3 separate regions of the Mus musculus genome follow, and regions 1 and 2 are each linked to region 3. Evidence: chromatin contacts called from public ChIA-PET and Hi-C data. All regions are on one chromosome and are shown on one strand. Each heading gives the region's core, a stretch centred on a gene start, on an enhancer-like site or on the middle of the called end of the contact. The rest is flanking DNA. Distances are from core to core; before and after follow the strand shown. Region 1 has its middle 74 kb from the start of Gm42223. Region 2 overlaps Reln (reelin). Region 3 holds the start of Reln (reelin).

Evidence for each region. A called contact is a pair of places that touch in the nucleus more often than the background predicts. ChIA-PET counts read pairs in DNA pulled down with a chosen protein or histone mark.
Region 1: a contact with region 3 is called in an H3K27ac ChIA-PET map of liver, with 5 times the contacts expected there. The contact joins the enhancer-like site here to the promoter of Reln in region 3. A contact is called at or near these places in 4 of 39 promoter capture datasets (the 3T3-L1 cell line, embryonic stem cells, fetal liver and 1 more), 1 of 484 Hi-C or Micro-C datasets (liver) and 1 of 115 datasets of contacts at active chromatin or transcription factors (liver).
Region 2: a Hi-C map of cerebellum shows a contact between it and region 3, with 2.1 times the contacts expected there. The contact joins the enhancer-like site here to the promoter of Reln in region 3. A contact is called at or near these places in 3 of 39 promoter capture datasets (the 3T3-L1 cell line, the HPC-7 cell line and stem cell-derived epiblast-like cells), 3 of 484 Hi-C or Micro-C datasets (cerebellar granule neurons, cerebellum and nephron progenitors) and 1 of 115 datasets of contacts at active chromatin or transcription factors (cardiomyocytes).

The regions. Positions count from the first base shown.
Region 1 is chr5:22,429,034-22,433,193 of GRCm38.p6, reverse strand. No RefSeq gene overlaps it. Among named protein-coding and RNA genes, the nearest start is that of Gm42223, 74 kb to the right of the region's middle. Within about 2 kb of position 1,338, at least 3 of the 459 cell types and tissues checked have an H3K27ac peak or open chromatin away from gene starts, as enhancers often do. A contact at or near this core is called in liver, where this site is marked.
Region 2 is chr5:22,251,333-22,256,007 of GRCm38.p6, reverse strand. The region is part of intron 2 of Reln (reelin); the gene reads left to right. Among named protein-coding and RNA genes, the nearest start is that of Reln, 91 kb to the left of the region's middle. Within about 2 kb of position 2,422, at least 2 of the 459 cell types and tissues checked have an H3K27ac peak or open chromatin away from gene starts, as enhancers often do. A contact at or near this core is called in cerebellar granule neurons and cerebellum, where this site is marked.
Region 3 is chr5:22,342,429-22,346,971 of GRCm38.p6, reverse strand. Reln (reelin) reads left to right here and starts at 2,267. Exons shown (of 65, transcript NM_011261.2): 1 at 2,267-2,792. The coding sequence starts at 2,564.

The sequences.
Region 1 (4,160 bases), core at 89-2,588, 87 kb before region 3:
CCAACAATTTTCCTGAAGAAAAACAAGTCTTTAAAATCCTTAAATAGAAATGTTATTTCACAAGGAAATCCAACTTAAAAAAAAAAAGGTTTATATGCCAAGTTAGTTTGAATTGATAGTCTAAAATAGCAAATGTACATTCACTTCAGGGACCCATATTGTCCAATACATTTAATAATGTGTGTCTAATATCTAATAATTGCAATGATTCAATAAGCATACTCTTAACATATGTCCACGCACGCAATGTGACCATCCATTTTAAAAACAAGGAGTCCAGGCTGTCAGTTGGTGGTGCTGGCCCTTTTCAGTTACAAGCAACAGTAGAGGACCTTGAGAATCATCTCAACATGCTTTCAAAAATGTGGATACCCAGGACTAAATGAGGCAGAACTTTCAGAAATGAAAAATCTAAACTTTTAGTATTGCTATATTCTGCTGGAAAGCTCCATCCAACTATGGATAACAGCTAAAGCCATGCTGCCTAACATTGAGGTCCACGATAGAAGGCGAGTAGGTAAGGTCGTTAATTCCATTCAGTCTCTCCGGCTTGCTGTCTTGCCATCAGTCCCAGCTTTGGCTTGGGAAGAGGACATCACTGTCACTGCAGCAATACCTTAGACTGGGTCTAGAGAATTAGTAAACAGATGAACATTATTTCTCGCCATTCTGGAAGGTAAGAAGTCCAAGGCACTGATCCAGTGCCCAAGCTGCTCCTGTTGCTCACAGGACAGATTCCTTAGGGTATCCTCCTGTGGCAGGGAGGACTACAGAATCTCTTCAAGCCGATTTGTATAAGCACCAACCTCATTGGTGATACCAAATTAGGGACATATGAGCTAATAGTCACTCAAAGATCCTACCTTTAATGCTCCCTGCCACATTGGAGATTAGACATTAACAGGAAATTCAAAGGAGTGCAAATAGATCGTGACAGCCTCCCTGTGTCATTAATACAGGTGAGAGCAGCTATGGTCAGTGAGCCGAATATCAGAGAGGAGCAAGTTATGCAGAGAGGAGCTCTGGAGATTGGCAGAAGGCTCTCTAAGTCTTTGGACACTACTCATTTATTCACATGTGTTGAAACCGTGCACATGTGTGCGTGCGTGCGTGCGTGCGTGCGTGTGTTATCCATGATGTGTAGCAAAGCATAGTCATTGTCATTACTAACACATTCTTCTGTTAGATGACTTGGTCACACAGTGATTTATTATTTGCAGTGGATGGAACTTTGGTTTTTGTCACTGTTTATTTTTGGCTACTGTCTTAGTTACCTTTCTATTGCTGCCAGAAAACTTTGACTATCTGTCATGAAGGGCAGACAGAAACCTGGAACAGGAACCACCGCAGAGGCTGGCCGTGGAGCAGCACGTCTCACTGGCTGGCTCAGCCCATTTTTTTATGTCACTAAGAGCAGCCTTGCCACCACTATCCCCAGCAAGCTGGGCCCCTCACATTAATCTGCCATCAAGAAATTGCAAACACAGAAGTGGATGATCACAGTCAGCTATTGGATGGGTCACACGGCCCCTAATGGAGGAGCTAGAGAAATTACCCAAGGAGCTATAGGGAACTGCAACCCTATAGGTGGAACAACAATATGAACTAACCAGTACCCGGGAGCTCTTGTCTTTAGCTGCATATGTATCAAAAGATGGCCTAGTCGGCCATCACTGCAAAGAGAGGCCCATTGGACTTGCAAACTTTATATGCCCCAGTACAGGGGAACGCCAGGGCCAAAAAGGGGGAGTGGGTGGGTAGGGGATTGGGGGGGTGGGTATGGGGGACCTTTGGGATAGCATTGAAAATGTAAATGAGGAAAATACCTAATTAAAAAGAAAGAAAGAAAGAAAGAAAGAAAGAAAGAAAGAAAGAAAGAAAGAAAGAAAGAAATTGCAAGCCCTATAGACTTGCAATCTGATGGGGATATTTTATAAATTAAGGTTCCTCTTCTCAAACAACTCTAGCTTGTGCTAACAACATCTAAAACAACAAATCCAAACCAGGACCACTGTTATAAATAATTGTTCTAAGAATTTTTTTTCAGGTTTATCTTTTTGTTTGTTTGTTTGTTTGTTGGTTGGTTGGTTGGTTGGTTTTTTGGTTTTTTGTAGCCTTGGCTATCCTGGAATTCACTTTGTAGACCAGGCTGGCCTCCAACTCAGAAATCCGCCTGCCTCTGCCTTCCAAGTGTTGGGGTTAAAGGCATGCGCCACCACGTCCAGCCTGGTTTATCATTTTGTATTACTGGATATTTTATTTATTTACATTTCAAATGTTATCCCCCTTCCTGGTTTCTTGCCTCCACAAAACCTCTATCCCTGACCCTCTTCCTGCTTCTATGTGGGTGGTCCCCCACCCACCCCACTGCCCTAGCATTCCCCTACAATGGGGCTTTGAGCCTTCTCAGGACCAAGCCCCCTCCCCCCCATTGATGCCAGATAAGGCCATCCTCTGCTTTAAGTGCAGTTGGAGCCATGGGTCCCTCCGTGCATACTTTTTGGTTGGTGGTTTAGTCCCTGGAAGCTCTGAGAGGGTCTGGTTGGTTGATATTGTTGTTCTTCCTATAGGATTACAATCCCCTTCAGCTCCTTCAGTCCTCCCCCAACTCCTCCATTGGGGTCTCTGTGCTCAGTCCAATGGTTGGCTACAAGCATCTGCATCTGTATTGGTCAGGCTCTGGCAGAGCCTCTCAGGAGACAGCTATATCAGGGTTCTGTCAGCAAGCACTTCTTGACATCAGCAATAGTGTTTATGGCCATACCACCCTGAATGTACCCGATCTTGTCTGATCTCGGAAGCTAAGCAGGCCTGCTTAGTACTTGGATGGGAGACCACTTGGGAATACCGGGTTTTATGAATACTTATATACACCTGTGGTTCATATAAATACGTTCTTCACTGTAAATGTAGAAAAGAAATAAGTGGGTTATAAGAGATAATGTACATAAAATATATCTAATATTGAATACTTCTAAACATGTTGACTTCATTTGATCCAGCAGTGCATGGGGGTTCTGCTTTTCTACATGTTTTTTCTAACACTTTCTTTCTCACTTTATTTTAGTCACCTCGGTGGCTCTGTAGTGGCATCATGGGTGTTTTCCCATCCCTGGTTATAATAATATCAAGTATCTTTTCATATGCTCATTAACTATAAACATACGGTTCTCTTTTATTTTTCTCATAGATTTTAAGAATTATTTTATTAATGATTTTTTTAAAAAAATCATTATTTTTGGTTATGTGTATGTGTGTGCATTTGTGGTACCTCAGGGGCTAGACCAGGGTATCAAGCCCTCTGGATGTGGAGTTAGAGGCAGTTGTGAACTATGCAGTGTGGGTGCAGGGAGCTGCCAAATAGTGCATGATTTTTTGATTTGATTTGCAAAATCAGTGAATGTTCTTAATCAACAAGCACCTCCGTAGCTCCTATCCTATTTTATCTTTTTGTTGGTAGTGGTTGTTTGGTATTTTGTTTCTTGTTTGTTTTTGAGACAGGTGTGTGTGTGTGTGTGTGTGTGTGTGTGTGTGTGTGTGTAGCACTGGCTGTCTTAGAACTTGATCTGTATACCAGGACAGCTTGAATTCTGAGGTCTGCCTGCCTCTGCCTCCTGGGTGTTGGGATTAAAGGTTTCACCAGCACGGCCTGGCTTATCATATCTATCCTGAGTAAAAAGCCTTCCTTGTGCTTCTTGGCTTCTGCTACCCTCTCGAATTCTGCACTTACCCTTTACTCCAATTCCTGTGCTTTCATTTAAAAACAGTTCCTAAAAGTTAATTTCCTGTGTCTTGTTCATCTTTTCTTTGCCCCATTTAACAAGTCTTCATTACTTCATGTTATAGGGAAACTTTTCTTTCCTTTAGAATTCTTTCCTATCTTGGAATAGTCCAACACTAGTCAAATTCTTCAGGTTTTCTTCCCTATATGTTTAGCCACTGGCCCAGTACTATCTGCTGCCTACTCCTCTCGCTGTCTTCTGCACTGTTCCTCCCTTCACCCAGTCAGATGTCTTCTGTGAGTAAGTCCTTTGCTGCATCCTATTCTCTTCTATCACCTTGGTGATTTTCATGGTTTTAGAGCAAGTTTCAACAGTCAGCCATGATTCTCCCAAGCCTATTCCTTTCTCCAAGGTTGCCTAGACTCTCACAATCCCTTT
Region 2 (4,675 bases), core at 1,173-3,672, 91 kb after region 3:
GCATCTAGTGTATCTGACTGTGCTTTGCATGTCTGATGCTATCTGCAAACCACTGAAAAGTTGCTCAAAAAATATTGGCTGCTTCTATATGACCATGGGTCTGTAATTTGCCATGGCTTCATGAGAAATCTTATCTCTGGCCTATGAGAAAACTGCTAAGGATGAACTATCCACGAGGAGTTAATCACTCATAAATCTGATGCCTCTGCTGGGATAGCTGGAGCATAGCTGATGCTCCAGTTGACTTCTGAAGGACAAATATGAATGGCAAGTAGGTGGGGGAGGAAAAGGAACATAGACAAGAAGGGCACTCTGGAAAGCTGAGACACAGGATACAGTAGGATATATTCCAGGGACTTGGAGTAGGTCAGCAACATTCCGGACAAGGCATCGAGGAACAGAAATAGACATATGTGAATAGAAGCATGCTGTTAATTGCAGGAAGGATGTTTATAGAAATAAGCGCAGGCCAGATTGTGAAGGGTCATGTTTACTGGTCTAGAAAATACCCAAAGCCTTTTCTCTGTTGAATAAGATACTGACAGCTAATGATGCAGAGAAGGAACATTGACAGGAAGCAAGAAGGATGAGATAGAACAGTGTGACTCAGAAGAGGGGGTTCCCCCAGCCATCACTGTTGTGGAGCTGCTTCTGAGCAGCACAAGACCATCAGGGTCTAACAGTTGGTTGAGGTGAAGAAAGGTAAGGAAAGAAAGGGGTCCCTTAGCTTCCGCCATGAGGAAAGATGGCCAATGACCTTGGTAAGACCTGTGTGAGTAGAAGCAGGGACCAGGTGATGGTGGGCTGCTCACAACAGGAAGTGATGCACTAGAAGAGAAAGGAAAGGGAACAGTCAGGAGAATACTGACACAAATTGGTCAGTCTGTTCATGGTGGAGAAACCTTGGCATAGCTAAAATGGCCAGTAGACAGGAGTCCATATGGTCTGGATACTAAGGACTAATAAACATCTGGAATGGTAGACATACCAGTTACTCTGATATGGTCATTACACATCCTACATGTATTGGAGCAACACATTGTGCCCCATAAATATATAAAACTACTGTGTATCGCAAATAAAAACATAAGTGCAGACTGGTAACCTTTGTCTCAGCATTTTGGAGGTGGACGCTGGGGGAACTGGAAGTTCAGAGTGAACAGGGAGTGTCAGGCCAGCCAGAGACACATGGAACACTATATCAAAATAAGTAAAGAAATGAACAATGAGCAAGACGTAGTCATCGTGTATTACATTCCAAGGTGAATAGATGGTAGCCTAAGGAGTCAGTACCTGATCTCTCGGGTCAGGAGGCTTGAACGGGAAGGAACAAAGCCTTCATTAATTCCTCGTCAGCAGGACTCGTGCTTTCTCTTGACCACTGTGTATGTGATGCTGATGTTGGCTATGGTGATCGAGGGGATTTTCCCTACAGAAATGAACAGTGTGTATGTATAACCTATAATTACATCATCTTAATTTTACTACATCTTTACATATCAATTACATTGTGACAGTGAGTCGTAATTTGTATTACAGATGGCCTATAATTAAAAAGATAGGTAAAAATAGCTTTGCTAATATGAGGTTTAGGGGAATGACACCCAAGGAGGCTCCCCCTTCTCAGAGGAAAAAGAAAAGGGAGAGAATGGGGGGGGGGATCTGTGTGAGGGGGAACTGAGAGGAGATGGGTGGCTGATATTGTGATGTAAACTGAATAAATTAATTAACAAATATGTGAGTTCCTTTTCATGTTTAAAGGTCTAGTCTGTGTTTTAAACCTGCAGTTACTCACAAATTACACCTAAACGTGTAAGTTTTCCTACCAGAATGTGTTGTGTCCCCTTTCTGATGTGAGGGCAGATGGTAGAGTCACCTGCTTCCTAAGCTAACTGTCTGTCATCTAGCACAAATACAGATGAAGACAAATGGTCTCAGCATTGGTTACCATTAGGGAAAAGTATCGTTATATGTCTGTAGCTTTTTATTTCGGTTGGGGTGGGTGTTGGGAGGTCTCTCTCATTTGAACACACTGTAGTGTTACATTCAGCTTGTAGAAAGTGCACACAAAGCAACTTTATATTCTTTCTTTTTTTTTTAAACATTGCAATGATACATAGGTGAGAAAAGTGGCTCAAGGGAAAGGGAATTAATATCTGGGCTGGAGCCATTGTATGTGGAGAAGATCAGCTTTTTGAAAGATGTTTCATTTTTCCTACCGATGTCCTTGGTTGTCAAATGCTGAACATTAGAAACACATCCAAACTAAAATTGGCCTGTGGGAAAGACAGCAGTCAAGGTTACAGACACATCAGAAAACAGTGAGTTATCCCACCCAGCCGCATCACCTATGATGCTACCAAGTGAGGCAAGCGCCCGTGTTGCCAGCTGGGCCATCTGTTCCCGCTGCAGCTCTCCTGGTCAGTGTGGGGCAGGAGACACCTGTCACATGCATTCGCATGTTGCAGAAAGCATAGTTGTTGGTGTTTGGCAGGTCAGACCCTTCTCCAAATCAGAATGAGACAAGTGCTTTGGCACTGGATGGCTGCATATGGTACAGCATCCTTCCAGGGTGCAGTAGCAGTGTGGTTGGGCTCCTTTACTGTGGTGGACAATCTCAGTGACCCTTGATGAAACATCAGACCATAAAGAACTAAGCGGTGCTCTCCCCACCTATACTAACAGTTGGCGCTGCCTGATGTGTTAAACATGAGCAAAAGGGATAGTAACAATATCACTGGAGGTAGCTAATAGTGACATGTCTATTTACCTGTTTTTAGGTACTCGTGTGTGTTGTCTCTATCCTATAAATCATACTTCAAAAGAGAAACAATCTATGGAAATTAAAACTAGAATTATTTGAGTGACTTACTCCATATCTCACAGGCAGTAAACTAACATCAGATTTATAGCTCTTAATCTCATGATCCCAAGAGCACCATCTTGTCTTTGAAAAGGATGTGGCTGATGGCATTTTGTACATTCTTTAAATTCAAGGTTATTAAGACAGTATTAGATGCAGTACTAGTGAACGTTAAGATCTCAGCCTCAGGTGTATTTTGTTATTAAAAGCCTGCATTTCATCTGGATTTCAAATCTAGTGTCTGGAAATAGAAACAGACCCTGGATCATTTGCCTGTTTGCTGGGAAAGACAAGCAATGGAAGATCAACTTCAAATTGATCCATAGTCAGAAGCATCGATTATGTTTAAGAGACAAAACTGACAGGTTTTTAAAAGGGGCTTTGGGAATTTACCTTGCTTGAAGACAGGAAAGCAGATTTGATACCATTTATTTGTTGAAAGCTTGTATTTAAACACCTCATCCCCATCCTGGGTAGAAATGTTTGTATTCTTTTGATATGTGTGTTAGAACAGACTCTTTTCTTCTTTTGGGGATAATGGTGGGGTTGCGACTGGTTTGCTGTATAGCCTCAGTTCTCCTCAAACTGGATGGACAGGCATCATAAGACAGCATTTTAAAGTAAGGCATGGCATTTAGTCTACAGAGTGTGCCAAAGCCTACAGTGGGAGGTGCTCCTCGCACCCGTGTCTAGTCAAAGCCACTTAAACAGTGATGCTGTTGTATAGCAGGGTGACATTTCTCAGGAGCAAGCATGAGATATGCATACCTGGAAGTCAGAAGAAGGGGTCAACCCCCCCCCCCCCGCAATTGATATGTACCTACAAGTTTTAAAATTTATCCAAGTAGATAGCAAAGATACAATGTTGAAGAAATCTTATTTACAAAGATCAGGGTAACTATAAATGTCAGGAGCACATAGGAGAGGGCTAGGGTCTGTAAGTTAAGGCAGGAAGAATGATGATTTTATAGTGATGAAATCTGGGGTTCAGGAAATAAAAGAACCAGCAGGGCTGGGGGTGCTGAGGAGAGTGTGACATTTTACAGTAAGTAAAAAACATTAAGAAGAAGGCTAGGATCAACTCTGAGCTCACAGGCTGTGATGGGAGTTGAGGTTTGAAATGGTTTTAACTGGTAAGTCATACAATCAAACTATATAATGGTTCTTCTGGGCCCAGAGTGTAGGGAGAGGAGGAGGCTTGGATAGAGATTAGGAATAGAGCAAGAAGACTAGGACATAATCCAGAGAGAAATGAACCAAGGTGGTGATCAGTGGGCTAGGGGGGCATCATATTTGCAAGTGATCTATTGTGGTTCAGGCAAGATGATCCTGAAAGACAATGCCTGAGTACACAACCTTCACTCTGAGAGTGAAGGCATTGGGAATAACAACAAGACAGACAAGACAGCTTGGATCCTCATGTGGAAGTGGAAGAAGCTCCATATACAATGGAAGAAGCTCCAAAAACTTGTGGCTTAAGACACATCTAGGAATGAGCTGGTAAAACTGCAATTTAAATGAGATCACTTTTCAGGAAAAAGGGAGAAGAGAATTTCAGTAAACTGAGGCTTTCTGATACAGCAGATGGATTATCAAATGCCTCTGAGAAAGGTGATGGAAAAGGGGGGACACTGGGTGAGAGGACTTCCAAGAGCAAGAGGGAACAGCTCTATAAAGGGTAGAGTTAGCAAGTTGAACTGTCCAGAAATCAAAACAAAGTCTAAGAAGGGCTTGTAGGACTTAGCAACCTGAAGGTTGCTGGTATCCTAGTTAGATCATCCACCTCAAAAACAATAAGTGGAAATGACTAAT
Region 3 (4,543 bases), core at 1,018-3,517:
GGTGAACTAAAGAATGAGCTAGAAACTGTGCTATAAATTAAATACTTTATTGTATATGTATGTATTTAAAAGCTGGCGAGAAGCCACAAACCTAACTTTTGGCATTTTCCTCACATCATCTCTGGCCCGAGTTTCCCCATCACCAGGTGTTCCGAATCTGTTGCTTCAGCCCCCAGCATCCTTCCTGTTTTTCCGCTGCCTTTCCTGAGCCTTGCATGTTCAAGCACAGTGCTGCTTCAGGGCCTTTGGACTCTGGTTTCCTGGCCGCAGTGTTCTTCCCACATGCCCACATGTTCACAGGGTCTTCTACACTGAAAAGTCCCAGCTCTCCCTGCACTCTGTCAGGGAAGCTTTTCCTGACGTCTCGGTGGAGGGCACGCTCTTTGCCCTGTAAATCATATATTTCTGTTTTGCTTTTGCCTAACATTTACCTCCATTGGAAGTAATTTTCTCCTACTGTTTGAATTTACCCTCTCCCAGCACTAGATTCTGAGTTCCATGTGGTCCAGCACATGTCGGCTACAGCTCAGAGCATGGCATCCAGCCATTTGGTGTATAGGAGGTAGTTGGCAAATGTAACTGAATGGCTAGACCTCACATTGGCCTTTTCTCTTCTGTATATGACAGTGCTGTAAGTCTGCATTGATTCAATACCTGCTAGCCATATGTAGCTGTGGGTTATTTTAAAATGTGGTTAATGTGACTGAAGAATTTGAATTTGAATGTAAACAGCTGCTCTGGCCAAGCTTTATCATAATGGCTGCTGCAGCTAAACCGAAGCTAATCTAGGCTGGAGGAGGAGGCAGGTGTCTCCTGGGCCTGCCCAAAGTAGGTGGTCCGGTCGTGCTGGTTTCCTCCCGAGCTCGAGCTCGGGCTGTAGACAGTGGCAGGCCAGGCATCTTTAGAGTCAGCCTTCGTCTTACTTGGGGCAAGCTATTCTGATTTCTCCCCTGTGAAATGGGGGAAGTTTTGCTTCTTCCGGTGGTGGTGTTAGGATTACATTAGGCTAATGATCTACAAGCCTGTGCAGCCTGCATGGCACTTTGCTCTAGTGTAATATTAGTCGCGTGTATGAATATGTGTGCTGTTGAACTTTGGGAGGATTGGAAGTAATGGAGACCAACAGGCAGTTAGGTCCTTCCTATCTGCTGAAACTGTGAATGTGGCAGAAAAAAAAAAATCTTTTGCAATGAAATTACCACAGAGGTCTCCCTTTGGATCTTGCCTTCTGACGCCCTTCTCCCAAACTCAGGCAAAGACTACCATTTCTGACATTACAGTTTCCTGGTTTCTTTACAAGCAAGGCTTATTTTGGCTTGGTGCTGAGCCTGGAGAAATGCATTAAAACCTGGCAGCTCTGTTCTCCCGTCTCTGGGTGCCTCGGGGCTCCTGCCAGCGGTGCTCGGTTAAAAAACGTGCTTCTGGATGGTTTCACTTGCCCGCAGTCCTGCGTGAGATAGCTCATTAACGCCGGTTTCATTGCTGCTGCCAGCCACTCCTCTGCATGCCTTCCCCTCCCCCACCCCAGTGACAGTGGTCATGCATGACATGTAGAAGTAATAAACTCGGACCTAAAATTTACTACCCCCATCTCCGTCCGAGGAATCCCCTAGCAACGCGTAAATACAGAGTCCGGCGAAGCTCGCCTGTCGGGTCCCCTCACCACAATCCCCACGGCCGAGAAGCCCGACGATCTGGCCCCGCACCACTCCAGGTGGCAATCGCACCGTCACCCAATCTCCCTTTCAGCCTGGCTGCCACTGAAGACCCGGGCCGGGGCAGCGACGGGGCCGCGAGGCCTGACTGGAAAGGGCTCGCGCGCGCGGGGCACCGTCGCGGTTGGGGCCACTGACGGGAGGGTCCCCAGGACAAGCGCTGGCCGTGGGGACTGGGGGGCGGCGGGCCCCGAGGGGCGAGGGTTGCAGCCGGCGTAGACAAAGAACAGCGCGGTCCCCGCCGCCCTCGGCTTCCCCGCGCGTCCTCGCAGAACGGGCAGCCGTGAGCCCGGGGCTCCGGTTCCCCGGGGCAGCCCGTCGGTCTCTGGCCGCTCTCGTTCGCGCAGCGGCCGAGCAGCCCTGCCCTTCCGGGCGGAGCGGGCCGTGGGCGGGAGGCGCGCGTGTGCTCCGGGCACAGCCCGAGGTGCGGGCAAGCCCGAGGGGGCGGGGACGGGCGCGGGGGCGGGGGCGCGGCTGGGACACGTGTGGCGGCGGCGGGGGAGGGGGCGGCGCCCGGGGCTTTAAGAAGGTGCGGAGGGGGCGGGCACTTTCCCAAGCCCGGCCGAGGGGCGTCGCGTGCACACCGGCGGCGGCGGCGCTCGGAGGCGGACGACGCGCTCTCGGCGCCCGCGGCCCCGGTTCCCCCCGCGCTCTCGCTCCGGCGGCCCAAAGTAACTTCGGGAGCCTCGGTCTCCCGCTAACTTCCCCCCGCGGGCTCGGTTGCCCGGACCCGCTCGGCTCGAGCCCGCCGCCGGCTCGCCTTCCCCGCACGCGGCTCCTCCGTGCCGGTGCCTCCGAAAGTGGATGAGAGAGCGCGCGGGGCGCGCGGCGGCACGGAGCGCGGCGGCATGGAGCGCGGCTGCTGGGCGCCGCGGGCTCTCGTCCTGGCCGTGCTGCTGCTGCTGGCGACGCTGAGGGCGCGCGCGGCCACCGGCTACTACCCGCGCTTCTCGCCTTTCTTTTTCCTGTGCACCCACCACGGGGAGCTGGAAGGGGATGGGGAGCAGGGCGAGGTGCTCATTTCCCTGCACATTGCGGGCAACCCCACCTACTACGTACCGGGACAGGAATACCATGGTAGGTACCACCACGGCATCCCTACGGCGCCACGGTGGCCCGCGAGCGCATCTTTCCATCCTTTTCCTTCTTCCCAGGGGCCAGCCGGCCGGAGACCGGGACAACCTCCTACCTCAGCGGGGTGCGCTGCCTGGGGAGAGAGAACAAAGTTAGTGGAGAATGGAGTCCTGAGTTGGGATTTCAACTGTCCCCTAACACATAAACTGGTGCTTATGTGACAGGCCACACAAGCTTTTGGTACTGCTGTCCCCCACCCCTTCACTCCCTGCAGCTGCCGAACCTGCGCATCGTGTTTTCCTAACCCCAGTACTTAGATACCAGACTTTTGTCCTGTTCTGGGTCCTCCTTGGTGGGTCCCCAGGTGGCGCTGGGGTTGTCACTGGGTTTTGCCGGCCAGCTGCCGACAGATTGGAGCACTTTGGTCGGTGGCTGCCCATGCCGGCGGCCAGTTAAAAGTTCCCGCTGCTCTGCAGCCAGGAGTCCCTAGTGATCTGTCCTCAAGAAACAGAGCGGCTGTTTCCAACCCTTTATTCTTTTAAAGAGTCGTTTAAAATATCAGTGATTGATGATTTCTGTCATCCCCTTCATACTTTTAGCTTGGTGCTTGCTGTTGTTAGCATTGTCTGGGCGATGCTTACTAATCACTTGTATCTGCACAGCTTTAAGTCCCTGGCAGGACCTACAAGCTTCTCCCCACAAAGGCGATCCCTCTCCTAAGGGATCAGTATGCAATCCTTCATCGAGGTGAAACATTACTGCAAAGTTGAATTTTAGCAACAAGAAGAGTAATTTAATGTAGTATGCAGTCCTTCATCGAGGTTAAAACATTACTCAAAAATAAAAATTAGCTACAAGAAGAGCAATTTAGTGTAGTCCATATACTTTTAATCAAGTGAAATATGTGGGAGATAAACCATGTGTACTTTCTGTCTTCATTCTGGGACTTCTTAATGATAGGAAATGTTAAATTGGAAAATTTCCATAAAATATTTATACCCAATGACATAAACTATCATTGAGTGAACTCATGCCATCCCAAGGGTGCTGTCTGTAATAGGCTACAGGTGTTGACAGAGCAGAAGGTGGCTGGCATTTCACATAGATTTGGGAGTGAAAATTTTGTAAAAATGCTAAAGAGTTTTCTGTTTCAGTAAAACCTTCCTACCCACCTCCAAATGGCTTTGGCTGAGTCTGTTCATCCTAGATATTTACACCAGTGGCTTTAACAACTTCCTCAGAGGGGTGGCAGCCTTGTTCCTGCAATTTCATAATTTAATTTTAGGAAATCAATTTCTGTAACTAGTCCTTTAAATAAAAGGGTTTGCTTGTACGTGTTCCCTTCCCAACAGTTATCTGGTGCTTTTTCTGAGATCATGGAAATCTTTGCAGTGAAAGGAACGCCAGTGTGGTGACCACCCAGACCTAACCTACAGACTGACTGAGACAGTGGTCACTTGGCGTGCCCCTTAGCAGACGTGTAGCTGGTTATCTGTGAGAGCCGCTAGTCGGTGAGTGAGTGAATGCTGGTCTAAAAGGTGCTCCTGTCAAGCTGTGAGGGGTGTCTCTGATGACAGAGCCGCATCAGCCCCCACCACACAGACCCTTTGTACATCACTGCTGAAGGGAGTATCAGTGAGACTGAGAATAACCATCTACAGCTTTTGGGTTTGCTGTAAAGTTGGCAGATGAACCACAGCCTGACTGCAGTCATGTCACTAAGCCTGAAAAGAGGGGAATGAATGCATTCTTTC